3 separate regions of the Sus scrofa genome follow, and all the other regions are linked to region 1. Evidence: chromatin contacts called from public HiChIP or PLAC-seq data. All regions are on one chromosome and are shown on one strand. The core of a region is the stretch at or near the end of the contact, and the rest is flanking DNA. Distances in the headings are between cores, read along the strand shown. Region 1 holds the start of ACIN1 (apoptotic chromatin condensation inducer in the nucleus). Region 2 holds the start of NGDN (neuroguidin). Region 3 holds the start of THTPA (thiamine-triphosphatase).

Region 1 (3,961 bases), core at 1,356-3,855:
TTCTTTGATTTTAATACCTGTCAGTCTTTACCAGCTGTAGCAGCCACTGCTTGGTAAAACTTTGCCACAAAGTCTGGCTCACTGATCTCCAGCTGCCTGACAAATTCATTGCGCTCCTGCTCAGCCCAACCTCGAAACCACTGATCCCAAAGACGTAGCTGGCACTCAAAGATACAAGGTGGTCGGTTTGCTCCAGACACACTAAGCTGCTCTAGACTTTCCAGCAGTGGCTGTAATTTTCCTGGTACTGCCTTAGCAACCAGGTCCTGTAGGAAACGTTCACGCTGAGGACCTGACCAGCTGGCAAACCAATGAAGAATACATTTCATCTCCTGGGAAGTGATGTAAGACATTGGAGGAGGGGAAGAGTCAGAAATATTGTCTGGTACCGAGGGTAAGGGAGAAGGGAAAGATAGTGGCATCGAAGAGGAAGATGACTCCAGTGGCATCCTGAAACATAAAAGCACTGTTACACACTCTCTACAAAGAGCAACCAAAATACAGCCTTCTAACAACATAGAATCTTATCACTCTCAATTGGTATCTACAAAGAAAATTACTTTCCACCTATCTAGTTTACAGAAAAACAACAGGGTCCTTTATTTAGGTTATTATCCAGCTACCTTAGTGAAGGCACCCAAGAATAACTGCATGTCATATTTGCCAATTTTCCTCTCTCTCTCTTCTCTCTCTTTTTTTTTTTTTGGTCTTTTCTATGGCTGCTCCTGCAGCATATGGATGTTCCCAGGCTAGGGGTCGAATCGGAGCTGTAGCCACTGGCCTACGCCACAGCCACAGCAACTTGGGATCCAAGCCTTGTCTGCAACCTACACCACAGCTCACGGCAACGCTGGATCCTTAACCCACTGAGCAAGGCCAGGGATCGAACCCTCACTCATGGTTCCTAGTCAGATTCGTTAACCTCTGTGCCATGACAGGAACTCCTTCCTCTCTCTCTTTTTCAAACCCACTGCCTCTCTCCATCATTCTTATAAACAATCTAAAAATAACCAAAACATTCCACATTCTGTGTTCATTCTTTCCCTTCTAATTCTATGTTCCAGGTTGAGTAAAGACAAAAAATGATTCACATAGGTCCAACCAAAAAAGGGGGGAGTTCTCTGGTGGCCTAGGGGTTAAGGATCTGGCATGGGCACTGCTGGGGCACAGGTTCGATCCCTAGCCTGGGAGTTTCTGCATGCTGAGGAACCCCCTATCCCCCAAAATAAATATATAGGTCCAACACATCTTGCCTAAAATGAAAAAAAAGGTACATATTTTTAAATTTATCAAGCAGTTAGTTGAGGTTCAGGTGCTAATCATTCCAAAGCTATCAACAGTGGGGGAAAAGAAGAAAGGAAAAACATCCTGTATGATGAAAGAGCCTTCTCTGCAATGTGCATGTAACCTCTGAAATATGCCAAGAACTTCATAACCCCCTTATTTTCCTCTATTTCCTGTAAAGCATCAGGAAAAATTAAAGAGCAGATTAAGTGAGGGCACCTTGCCCAAAATAAGATTAACAAAGTAAGAAAAACAGAAAAAGCCAAGTGGTTGTTTATTCAGGACCGAAAAAAGTCTAGTTGGTTTGGTGGTTTAGGGCTCTAACAAGTGTTCTACTGCTGTTGATGTGTGACAATTCATGTCTGAACAATTTTCTTTCATGTTTAATATAATATCTATTGATGCCTTGCCACTGATCCGCATCACTAATGCAACTGGAAGGTCAGCCAACTTGAATTGTTTTCAAATCTCAGTTTGAATCTCTAACAATGAAAACCTTAAAATACTTGTCTGTGACCTATTTTACTGTTTGTATTTCTTCCGCTGTAAATTGGAGTATCTGCAGTGACAAAGAAAAGGAAGCCAGAAGCAATTTACGTCAGTTCAGTACCAAAACATTCCCAGTGACGTTGCCTTTTTCACAGTGGCCCTACAAGAAGCAATTCTTCCTAAGGGAATTTTCTTCTCTATTTCGTGGAAAGGGAGAACTTTTTCCGAGTCTTGCGATATGGCTTTCACGGTAAACTTAAGTTCAATGATTATGAATTGGTTGACAAGCCGGGTCCAAAGACACGGTCAACTTTGGAGGCTACAGAGCCTAGCATTCCGAGGTCCCAAAAAGCAACACAGCCTTAGCTGGGAGTGGCAGGGTTTCGGAGGGTGGGGGGGTGGCAGCTGTTTCCCTAGGGGAATGGGAAGCTTGCCCTACTGACTAGCCCGCAAACACCGAGTCTGACTCGGCCCAGGGAGGTACTTTTACCCCGCTTACCTCCCGTTTCCTCTCACAGAGGACCCGGAGACCGTCACAACAGCGCTATCCTACCATCGCCGCCGCTTCCCGGTTTCCTGAAAACCCTAAAGAGGGCCAGCCCGGAAACCCACGCACTTCCGGTCCCGGACCAGCCCCAAACACCCAAGTGCCTTAGCGCCTCATCCTTAGGTCCGGAGATAGCCGAATAACTCCGATTATGGGTATGCCAGAGTCGAGAGCTTCCGAACAGATTCGATTCAAAGCCTCGGTAAGACGAAGCGAACCGAGCTCTGAAAGCAGCACGAGGGAGGGAGGAGCGGCCGGTAGGATGGAGAAAACCGATTGGTGCCGATGTGAAGACGGAAACACCCGAGCAGTTCCGAAGGAATTCGGGGAATTCTAAGTGGTAATCGAGGGGTTGACTCTAGCAGTGGGCGGGGTCAGCTCGGAACGTTCGAAGGGCGTTGGCGGAAATTACCGAAGATGCCCGAAGCCGTCGGGACGGACCCGAGTACCTCACGCAAGATGGCGGAGCTGGAGGAGGTGACTCTGGACGGGAAGCCTCTTCAGGCGCTGCGGGTGACCGACCTGAAGGCCGCACTGGAACAGCGAGGCCTAGCCAAGAGCGGGCAGAAGAGTGCCCTGGTCAAGCGGCTCAAAGGGGTGAGGAGACTGCGTTGCCGGCGTGTCGGAGGGGAGCAGACCCGGTAGAGCCGAGTCTCTGTCGCGGCGCAGGCGCAGTGTCCGGGCTCGGCGCGAGCGAGCTCAGGCCGCCAGCGCGAGCCTCCGGATCCGCGCGCACGGTGGTTGGCGAGGCTCGCTCTGGAGTGGAGATAGCGCCGGTTCCCGCCTTAACGGTAGCGGCGCGAGCCCAAAATGGGAGGGTGTGCGCTACTCTCCTAGAGTGTCTTAAGCTCCTTCCTCCTTCCCCCACCCCCTCCTTGTTTGTGTCTATGGTCTCGGCGCATGCGCTGCGGAAGGAGTTAAATCCCACTACAACCATCGGCGTTGCTGGCCTGAGGGGGGCGAGTTGGGCTGGGTCGGAGTTAGGGGTATAGTTGGGTGGAGGGGTTGATGGGGTTGGTATCCTTACCCGAAAGAATAGAATTGGAGCGGTGGAGGGGGAGGGGGGAGTCTAGTTGATTAGATTAGGTGAAATGAAGAGAAACCTTGATTTGAAGGGACTTGCTTAGGGAGGAGTGTATACTTTATAGGGCTTCCAGAAGCAATTTGAGTGGATAAGAGTTTGGTGAATATTGATGAGAGAGGTGAGACAGGCTGGTTTTGTGCATTAAGGTGGGATTGTCAAGAGGTAGGTGAATGGATTGATGTGTAGAGGTTTGTAGACGCAGGGGAGGTGAGGATCTCGGTTTTAATTAGTGCTGGTTAGGGTACGTGGCCGAATAGTACAAATTCGGGCTGGGTTGGCTCAGGGTTACGTTGGCAAACCGTTGCTTATACTGAAGCTGACAGTTTCGTATGTGTATTGGATCAGACCACAGTTTATAGAATCTTTGGTCATTTTGTTCGGTAGCCTCCTCTTTGAAATTCTTATAAATATGACAAATCTAGGAGCCACTCTCTTGGAAACAATACAAGTTCACTCAAGTAGACCTGTTCCTGGGTAACTGACCAAGTAATTCATTCAGGCCAAAACCTTTTTGGTTTCATGTATTTTTGAATCTAATTTAATTATTTGAAGTGAAG
Region 2 (4,189 bases), core at 1,662-4,161, 320 kb before region 1:
TGAGAAACAAGGAGTTCCCGTTGTGGCTCAGTGATTAACAAACCCGACAGTATCCATGAGGACTCAGGTTCTATCCCTGGCCTGAACAGTGGGTTAAGGATCTGGTGTTGCCATGAGCTGTGGTGTAGGTCGCAGACGTGGCTCAGATCCCATGTTGTGGTGGCTATGGCACATGTCCGCAGCTACAGCTCCAATTAGCTCCCTAGCCTGGGAACATTCATATGCTGTGGGTGCGGCCCTTAAAAAAAAAAAAAAAAAAAAAAAAAAAAAGGTGTGTGTGTGTGTGTGTGTGTAGGGGGGGGGGAACATGACAGGAAAGGTCAGGAGTTCCCATTGTGGCTCAGTGGTAACAAAACTGACTAGTATCCATGAGGATGTAGGTTGGATCCCTGGGCTCACTCAGTGGGTTAAGGATCTGGAATTGCCGTGAGCTGTGGTGAAGGTCAAAGACTTCTCAGATCCCATGTTGCTCTGGCTGTGGCGGAGGCCAGCTCTGCAGCTCCAATTCCACTCTGGCCTGGGAACTTCCATGTGCTGCAGGTACGGTCCTAAAATGCCAAAAACAAAAAAAGTCAACTAAAATGAATAATGAGGAAAAAAAGGCAAATGAAGATACATCAAAAATTCACTTAGCTATCGTTCTAAAACACAAATCTGCTATAAATCTCATGCTTAAAAATCCATCAATGATTTTTATTAATGATAATGATTTTCATATTTCTGTTGAATATTTTGCTTAAATATTTTAGGAGAAAGCTCAATACACAAAATAGGTAACACCCAAATTTTCCAGTTCAAGCAGGTATGAGGGATCCAGAGACCTTCTATATTGCCCCGTACCCAGTGATTCCCTGAGAAGGTTCTACAAGATCTAAATTTGAAAACTACCATATTTAATTTTAAGATACACATCATCTTGACATTTTGACATCCCTGAAGTCAGGATACATCTTTAAATCAATGATATCTTAGCATTATGGCATAGATTAAAGAGCAGCATTTTTTTCTTAATATATTAAGTGATATATCCCCAATTAACAGTATTTTAAATTAAATGAAATACAACAGTAACTCCTCAGTTGGCTTACAAAGCACTTTACACAAAATGACTACTCTTCCAGTTTTATTTTCTTACCCTTTCCACCCCAACACACACAAAATGTACAGCCAACCACCCTACATGACTTACCTCCTTTCCCAGAATATCACCATGCTTTTACGTCTTTGTAAATTTGCACACGTTGTTTCTTTCTGTCCCTCTGACTCCCATTTATTTCTCACAATTCCATTACCTCTTTTGAAACGCCCTAACTTCCTTTGCTCCTCTGGTAATTATTTAACCTCACTCCTCAGCCTGCACAGCCGCTCATCATGAGTCAACATGACTGCTACCGCTTATACCTATTGCTTTCACCTGCCTCCTCTACTAGACTTCAGCACAGAAACTGGATTTTACTCATCTTCGAAGCTCCAGCACTTAGGACACAAAAGATACTCATTAATCTACAATGGAAAGAACTGCTGAGAACATCAGGTCAGGAGTTCCCATTGTGGTTCAGTGGGTTAAGGACCCAACACTGTCTCTGTGAGGATGTGGGTTTGATCCCTGGCCTTGCTCAGTTGGTTAAGGATCTGGTGTTGTCATGGCTATGCCTTAGGCCCCAGCTGTAGCTCCAATATAACCCCTGGCCCAGGAACATCCATATGCCCAGGTGCAGATGTAAAAACAAAACAAAACAAAAACCATCAAGTCAAAGGATGCTTGCTCTTCAATTGTCTTACCTTTTCTGTAGGAAAGGCCTTAGCTTGAACTTTTTTGGTCAGGGCTTGCACTTGTGCAGTGACAGCTATCACCTGAAATTAATCCAAACAAAACAACTGACTAGAATACATCAGGTCATCTCTGTGAGCTGTGAAGGGCAAAAGCTAAACAATGCCACCTAAAAACTATCTGGAACACTGCCTAAAGTACATCACTCTCTTATTTTCAGTTCTGGGAAAACAGAAGAAACAGCTTTTGATACTTCTTCAAAAGACAGAAAAAACTTTCTACTTCTTTAAAAAGGTAAAGAGACCATCTTACCAAACCATGGGAAAGGGATGAGAACACTGTAGCTTTGTACAGACTGAACTTTAAATACATAGAATTATATAAAAGTATATTATCTGGGCACTCAAATGGTAAACTATATCACCTCTCTCAGTTTCCTTAGCTATAAGAACAAAAGAAACTGATTCATTTGCTTTTTTCCTGGAGTTTTTGTATTCTTTCAGAGGCAGAAATCAATTACTTTTCATTGTAGCCTGAAAAGGTTTGCATTAAATCATTTTGCTCTTATGGTATTTGGTTATTCAAACATACGCTCCCAAATCACCAAAGTTTAGAAGTGAGGCACACAAAGTCAAAGCTCATCAGTGACTAATACTAATCTATTCCAAAGGGGTGCCATTACTCACCTGTTCCTGAAGGTTTTTCAAAAGTGCCACAGCATTTGGCAGGTCCGACTCCAGCACCTCCTACCGAAGGGAGAAAAAAGAAAAGCCATTCTTTCCTTAGGATTATAAGACCTGACGTCTGTGGTGGAAAAGTCCCCTCTCTCCTTCAAACATCCCAGACTTCCTGCCTTCTCACTGTGGTATACAAGCAGCCTCGCCTCACAGCCGGCCGGCCCCTCACGTTACTGGAAAGAAGCTGTAACCCCCAACCCCGTCTCCCTATTACTGTTTTTGTCCCGCTGTGGCAGGAAGAACGCCTCCCTGAAGCAACTTTCATCACCACGCTTCCCTCGCGTCAATAATTTGCCTCAAACCACTGCGGGGAAAAGAAACGTCCACAACAGCAAGCCTAGGAAGGATACACACGACACTTACCGGCGCCGCCATCTTCACAAAACCCGCCCCTTCCGGAACCGTACTTCCTGAGAGCTGATGTCTTGATGGACTTAACTGGCTTGCAAATCTAAGCCAATAGGAATGGGGGCTCTCTTACTTCCGGCCCGAACAGGATGTACGAGAGGAAGGGCCGGGACCGGCCAATGAAATAGAAGAACTGGCTAAATTCGTCAGACTTAGGAGGTGCTCTCACCACTTAAAGATGCTCTTGGAAAGAAGCGTTTGATTCGTAGATTGAGTAGACTGATTGGAGCTAAGCCAATAAAAACTGAGAAAGTGATTGATTGACTGTTGGAAAGGTCCAATAAAAAAAGGAGTTAGTTGCGCGAGCTGAGAGCGTATTGGCTCCTGAATGCCGCAGTACCCGGACTCTTTTCCCGATGTTTCCGTTGCTTTGTCAGAATCCGCCGCTAGGTGACAGGCCTTGGCTTTGGTCTAAGAAGGTGGCCACTTATGGAACCGCCATTCCAAGCGGCTGTTCCAATGTAGGCCTTGCCAGACACCTCACAGACCCGCAAGGCCTTTGTGTGATCTTGGAGAAATCCTTCCATATCTGAGCATTTTTCATCTGGACGTACGAGAGTTTGGCCCAGAGAAGCCCAGAGCCAGAGTTTAGACACGTACAATAAGGTCACTCACCTGCTTCCTGCGCACTTGGGGGCACTGTGTAAAGATACCATGGGTGCTGCCCCAACACTCCTCCTACCAGTTTGGGGAGATGAAGAGGAAGACGTTTAACAATTGAGGAAGGCAGTTCAGAGTTAGGAGATTTTCCCCTGGTCACAGGGGTCCCTGAAGAACCTGGTGCAAACTCAGCCTATGCATGGAATTTCACCATGTTTTGCCTCATCTTTTCTTTGAAAGATTTTCAAATGCTTCTTTTTCTTTCTTTCTTTCTTTTTTTTTTTTTTTTTTTTGTCTTTTTAGGGCCACACCCGGGGCATATGGAAGTTCCCATGCTGGGGGTCGTATCGGAGCTGTAGCCACTGGCCTACACCACAGCAATGCCAGATCCAAGCCCGCGTCTGAGACCCATATCACAGCTCAGGGCAACCCACTGAGCGAGGCCCGGGATGGAACCGCATCCTCATGGATACTGAAGTAGGGCTCATTACTGCGGAGCCATTAAAGGAACCCTTCGAAATACTTGGAAAAATGTCATCTCACTCCCACATCTTACAGGCTGATAAAATCAACTGGATGGGCATTAATAGTTCCATGGTCTGCCTTGGGAAATAAGCACCACAGGGGAGAATCATGGTCTTGAATTTTACCTGCAACTGTGGAGCTGACCTAA
Region 3 (4,036 bases), core at 318-2,817, 400 kb before region 1:
CATGTTACCTGCAATCAGTCCATCAACAAACATTACTGAGCTCCCAAATAACCCATTTCCTTCCCCCCTCCCCAAGAACCTGTGAGTCGCACACACTGTCCCAAGGCTCTCTGTTGGGGGCCCTTTCTCCCTGCCTCTGTGATGGATGGCCTTCTCTGTCTGATGTTTTAAGGCTCAGCAACAGGTATAGGTCTGGGGTTAGACCCCTTCCACTGCTAATGATGTCCTCAATCCAAAAGGCTCCCTAGAAAGCAAGCCTTGTAGCGGATGTCCTTTCAATGCGCCCCCTCTATACCTCGCTACTCTGGGAGGTCGGCGGCTCACTACCTGGGAAGACTCAGCCCGACCTCCCCATAGGACTAGCCAGCGGAGCTTCGGGTCTCACCTGAACGCGCCAGAGTCTCCCTCTCGCGGGACCTGGAGAAGAGAGAAGGGAGGCCACGCCACGCACGCGAGGAATGCCGGGAGCAGATCCTGGCCCAGGACCTCGGCCGGCGCTCTGCACACGGGGGAGGTCCCGGTATAAGCGGCCATGTTAGGCCCGATGTGGCGGTGCCGAAGGCAGGCCAGGGCCCGAGATACCCGCTAGGTTACGAGGGGCCGCAACCTCCGCGGTGAGCAAGGAGCGAGGTGGTACTCCCGCGCTCTGCTCCTCATCCCAGAGCCCTCGGGGCTCCCGGGGCGGGGATGTGGGGAGAAGGGGTAACATATGGGTCTCAGGCCGCAGGCTGAGCCCAGCACCTTGGGGTTCAGGTGCATGATGGGAGATGTAGTTCCATAGCGAGACTTTGCTTTCTTGCCCCACCCGTCGCTATAGTGACAGGAAAGCTGCGATTAAAGCCAGCCAGACTCTACGTAAAGTTGAGCTGGGGCTGGTGGGGAGAGACGGGTGCGAAAGGAGCTGAGGCCCCAGTCCTGTGTCCAAACCCCTCACTCTGTAGGCAGATGGGGCTGGAATAGAAGCCACTCACTCTCTGTCAGCAGGTATTTTATTGACTATTACCATGGCCTACTAAGTGCAGGCCAATGGCAATGAGCTGGGTGTGAGGGGAAGATAACTGAGACCAGTTTAGCCACTCTGGAGTTTTAAAGGGGAAATAATACATCCCCATGAATGTTCAGGATAAGGGTGGGTGGGAGACTTCATAGGAGGAGGAAGAGATATTATTGGATGAAAACTAAACTCATGATGGGATTTCAACGGTTGGAGACCTAGATGGAGCTAGGAACAGTGTAAGCAATAGCCCAGAAGCTGGAGAGCATCTGGCCATTGGGTAAAGGAAAGAAATGAAGGAGCGGGTTGGAAAAGGCCTTGAGTGCCCAACTGAGGAGTTTGTCATTGAGTTTCCAGTTGCTACTGAGCAGGCTTTGTCAGGAATAGAAATATTCATGTTCACTTAAAACACAGGTTAAGGATCTGTCGTAGTCACTGCAGCAGCTAAGGTTGCTGCTGTGGAGTAGTTTGATCTCTGGCCTGGGAATTTACACATATCATGGGGCAGAGAGAAGTAAATTTAGAAAATAAAAACACTGGAAGACCTGAAAATGGCCCTTCGACTGCTTTGGGAGACAAAATAGAGAAGGCTAAGGAGTTCCCTGGTGGTCTAGTGATTAGGATTTGGGGCTTTCACCACTGCAGCCTGGTTTCAATTCCTGGTTTGGGAGGACCAGGCTGCTTACTCCCATATCAAGCTGCTTACCACCGCCCCCCACCGGTTCCAAAAAATAGAAAAGACTCCTTCTCCTTACTCCTTACTGGGACTATGGTTACCTGGAAGCATCAACTGTATGTCTGACTCTTGGGTAAGGTAGTTTGAGGAGGAACAGCAGCAGCTCTTGTCAACTCCTGGGCTCCCTCTTATGATGAGTGAGAAGTGCTAGGGTGGGCACCTGCCCTCCCCAGTATGTTTCTAGAAACATGTGACCTGTGGGAGGTACTGTGGGGAGGACACCAGTTTATAGACATGGCATCTTCAACTTAGAGTGTCTTGGATGCATACCCCCCCACACCCCACCCTATGATGGGCACCAATGGGCAGGGAGGGGAGCAACCTCAGCCCCTAATTCCTTTTGCTGGTCTGCTTGTCATCTGTACTTTGCTTTTCGGTTTTGTTGCTCAGGGGAAGACGTAATCTCTCCCCCCCCCCCCCCCGCCCAGAGTTATAAGGTCCAATCCAGTGGGGCTGAGGCGTAAGTTTAAGGAAAAGAAAAGACCAGACTCTAAAGCTGGATAGACCTGGAGTTGACAACTCCCATCTTCACTTTATTGGTGTTGGGCAATGGGCAAGCTACTTCGCCTCCTTAAACCTGTTTTCTCTTTGGTAAAATATGGGCTGTTTCACAGTTAAGTGTGAGGGGTCAAGGACAAACTGTCACACCACAGAGATTCAAAATGTTAGTTTCTTTCTCCTTTTTTCCTGTGAACTCCCCAAGATATTTTTCTTTTAAGGGAATTAGGCTATAGCAGCCAGTGTGGGCTCTGGAATGAAACCATTAAGAGTGGCTCAGCAGGTTAAGAGCCGGACTAGTATCCATGAGGATGCCGGTTCTACCCCTGGCCTCACTCAGGGGGTTAAGGATCCAGCACTGCCGCGAGCTACAGTGTAGTTCAAGGACAAGCCTCGGATCTGGTGTTGCTGTGGCACAGGCTGGCAGCTGCAGCTCCAATTCCACCCCTAACCTGGGAACCTCCATATGCCATAGGTGTGGTCCCAAAAAAGAAAGAAAAATATTTTTGAATCCTGGGAATTCCCTGGTGGCCTAGCAGTTACAGACTGGGCATTGTCACTGCCGCACTGCTGCAGCTTGGGTCACTACTGTGGTACAGGCTTGATCCCAGAATCTAGCAGCCACATGCCACAGACACAGCCAAAAAAAATTTTTTTTTTGAAATCTGGCATGAATGATGTTCACTTATTGGCTTTGTGACCTTGGGGCAATTAGTTAGCTTGTTTGTGTCCTGGTTTCATCAACTGTAGAAGTAGATTAAGTAAGTTTATATATGCAAAAGTGCCTGGAACTGTGCTTATGCACTCAATACATTTTAGCAGTTATCATTATTAGAATACAGGAAAGCTTATGAGGTGATAAGATGAGAATGGGGAGCCAGAACCTCCCCTCCCTCTCCCCCAACTCTGGGTACTATGGTGCCAGCTCCAAGCCAGTGCCACCAAGAAGGGCAGGATCCTTTAACACTTTCCCATCTTCTCCTCCTTTTGCCTACAGCAGTCATGTGTTTTGTTATTTTGCTTTAAATCAGTTCCATAACGAGACTTGGCTTCTACCAGCTTCCCAGAGCCATCAGAGGCCTCTCTCTATTTTTCCCACTCTTTTTTTGCCTTGTTAGTTCCCCTTCCTTCCTGTTAGGTGCTAGAATCTTATCCTCCATAGCAATTATTCTGAGTCCCTAGGAGCTTCAATCTCCTCCAAGCACTGACAGAGTCGAGCAGGTGGCCAGGACTGCTGGCCTACCTTACTTCAGGCCTCAGGTCCCTCACACGGTCCACGAAGGCATGCGGACACCACGCTCTAGGGCGGTGGGCGGGCAGGAGCCAAGTGACTACAACTCCCGGCATACACCGCGGCGGGTGGGCCGCTGCACCTGCTCAGTGGGGCCGCCCCGGGCGCCTGGGTATTGATTATTCCATTGTGTGGGACGCCTCGTCTCCAGCCAGTGAATGAGGCGGAGGAGTGAGGGCGAGGAGGAGGAGGAGGAGGGCGAGGAGGAGGAGGAAAAGGAGGAGGAGGAGGCAGGGAGCGAGCGAGTGCCCAGGGTGAATCAATGGAAACCCCCTCACGAAGCCGGGAAAACACTTCAGCCGCAGCCAAATAGCATTGATTATTTTCCTTCACTTCCCTCACCGCCGTGAATTTATTTATTTATTTTTTTCCTTCTCCGTCCCCGACGCCCCGGAGTGAGCGCTGGAGGGAGGGAGGAGGAGGGGAAAAAAAGGAATCAACACATCGGAGAAGTCCCTTCCAAGAGCCACCCCCTCCCCTCCCCGCCTCGCGCTGCTCGGCGGCCGCGGTTCGACTC

The links. HiChIP or PLAC-seq counts read pairs in DNA pulled down with a chosen protein or histone mark.
Region 2: an H3K27ac HiChIP or PLAC-seq map of alveolar macrophages shows a contact between it and region 1. The contact joins the promoter of NGDN here to the promoter of ACIN1 in region 1. A contact is called at or near these places in 1 of 5 promoter capture datasets (fetal skeletal muscle) and 1 of 2 datasets of contacts at active chromatin or transcription factors (alveolar macrophages).
Region 3: an H3K27ac HiChIP or PLAC-seq map of alveolar macrophages shows a contact between it and region 1. The contact joins the promoter of THTPA here to the promoter of ACIN1 in region 1. A contact is called at or near these places in 1 of 5 promoter capture datasets (liver) and 1 of 2 datasets of contacts at active chromatin or transcription factors (alveolar macrophages).

What each region holds. Positions count from the first base shown.
Region 1 is chr7:75,948,598-75,952,558 of Sscrofa11.1, forward strand. ACIN1 (apoptotic chromatin condensation inducer in the nucleus) reads left to right here and starts at 2,606. Exons shown (of 19, transcript XM_021099243.1): 1 at 2,606-2,917. The coding sequence starts at 2,738. C7H14orf119 reads right to left here and starts at 2,450. Exons shown (of 2, transcript XM_003128551.4): 1 at 2,273-2,450; 2 at 1-450. The coding sequence starts at 449. The coding sequence ends at 21.
Region 2 is chr7:75,626,536-75,630,724 of Sscrofa11.1, forward strand. NGDN (neuroguidin) reads right to left here and starts at 2,912. Exons shown (of 11, transcript NM_001244788.1): 1 at 2,872-2,912; 2 at 2,458-2,517; 3 at 1,783-1,854. The coding sequence starts at 2,883.
Region 3 is chr7:75,552,154-75,556,189 of Sscrofa11.1, forward strand. THTPA (thiamine-triphosphatase) reads right to left here and starts at 1,568. Exons shown (of 3, transcript XM_001928723.7): 1 at 386-1,568; 2 at 1-8. The coding sequence starts at 3. It overlaps ZFHX2 (zinc finger homeobox protein 2), which reads left to right and starts at 2,723. Exons shown (of 11, transcript XM_021099229.1): 1 at 2,723-4,036.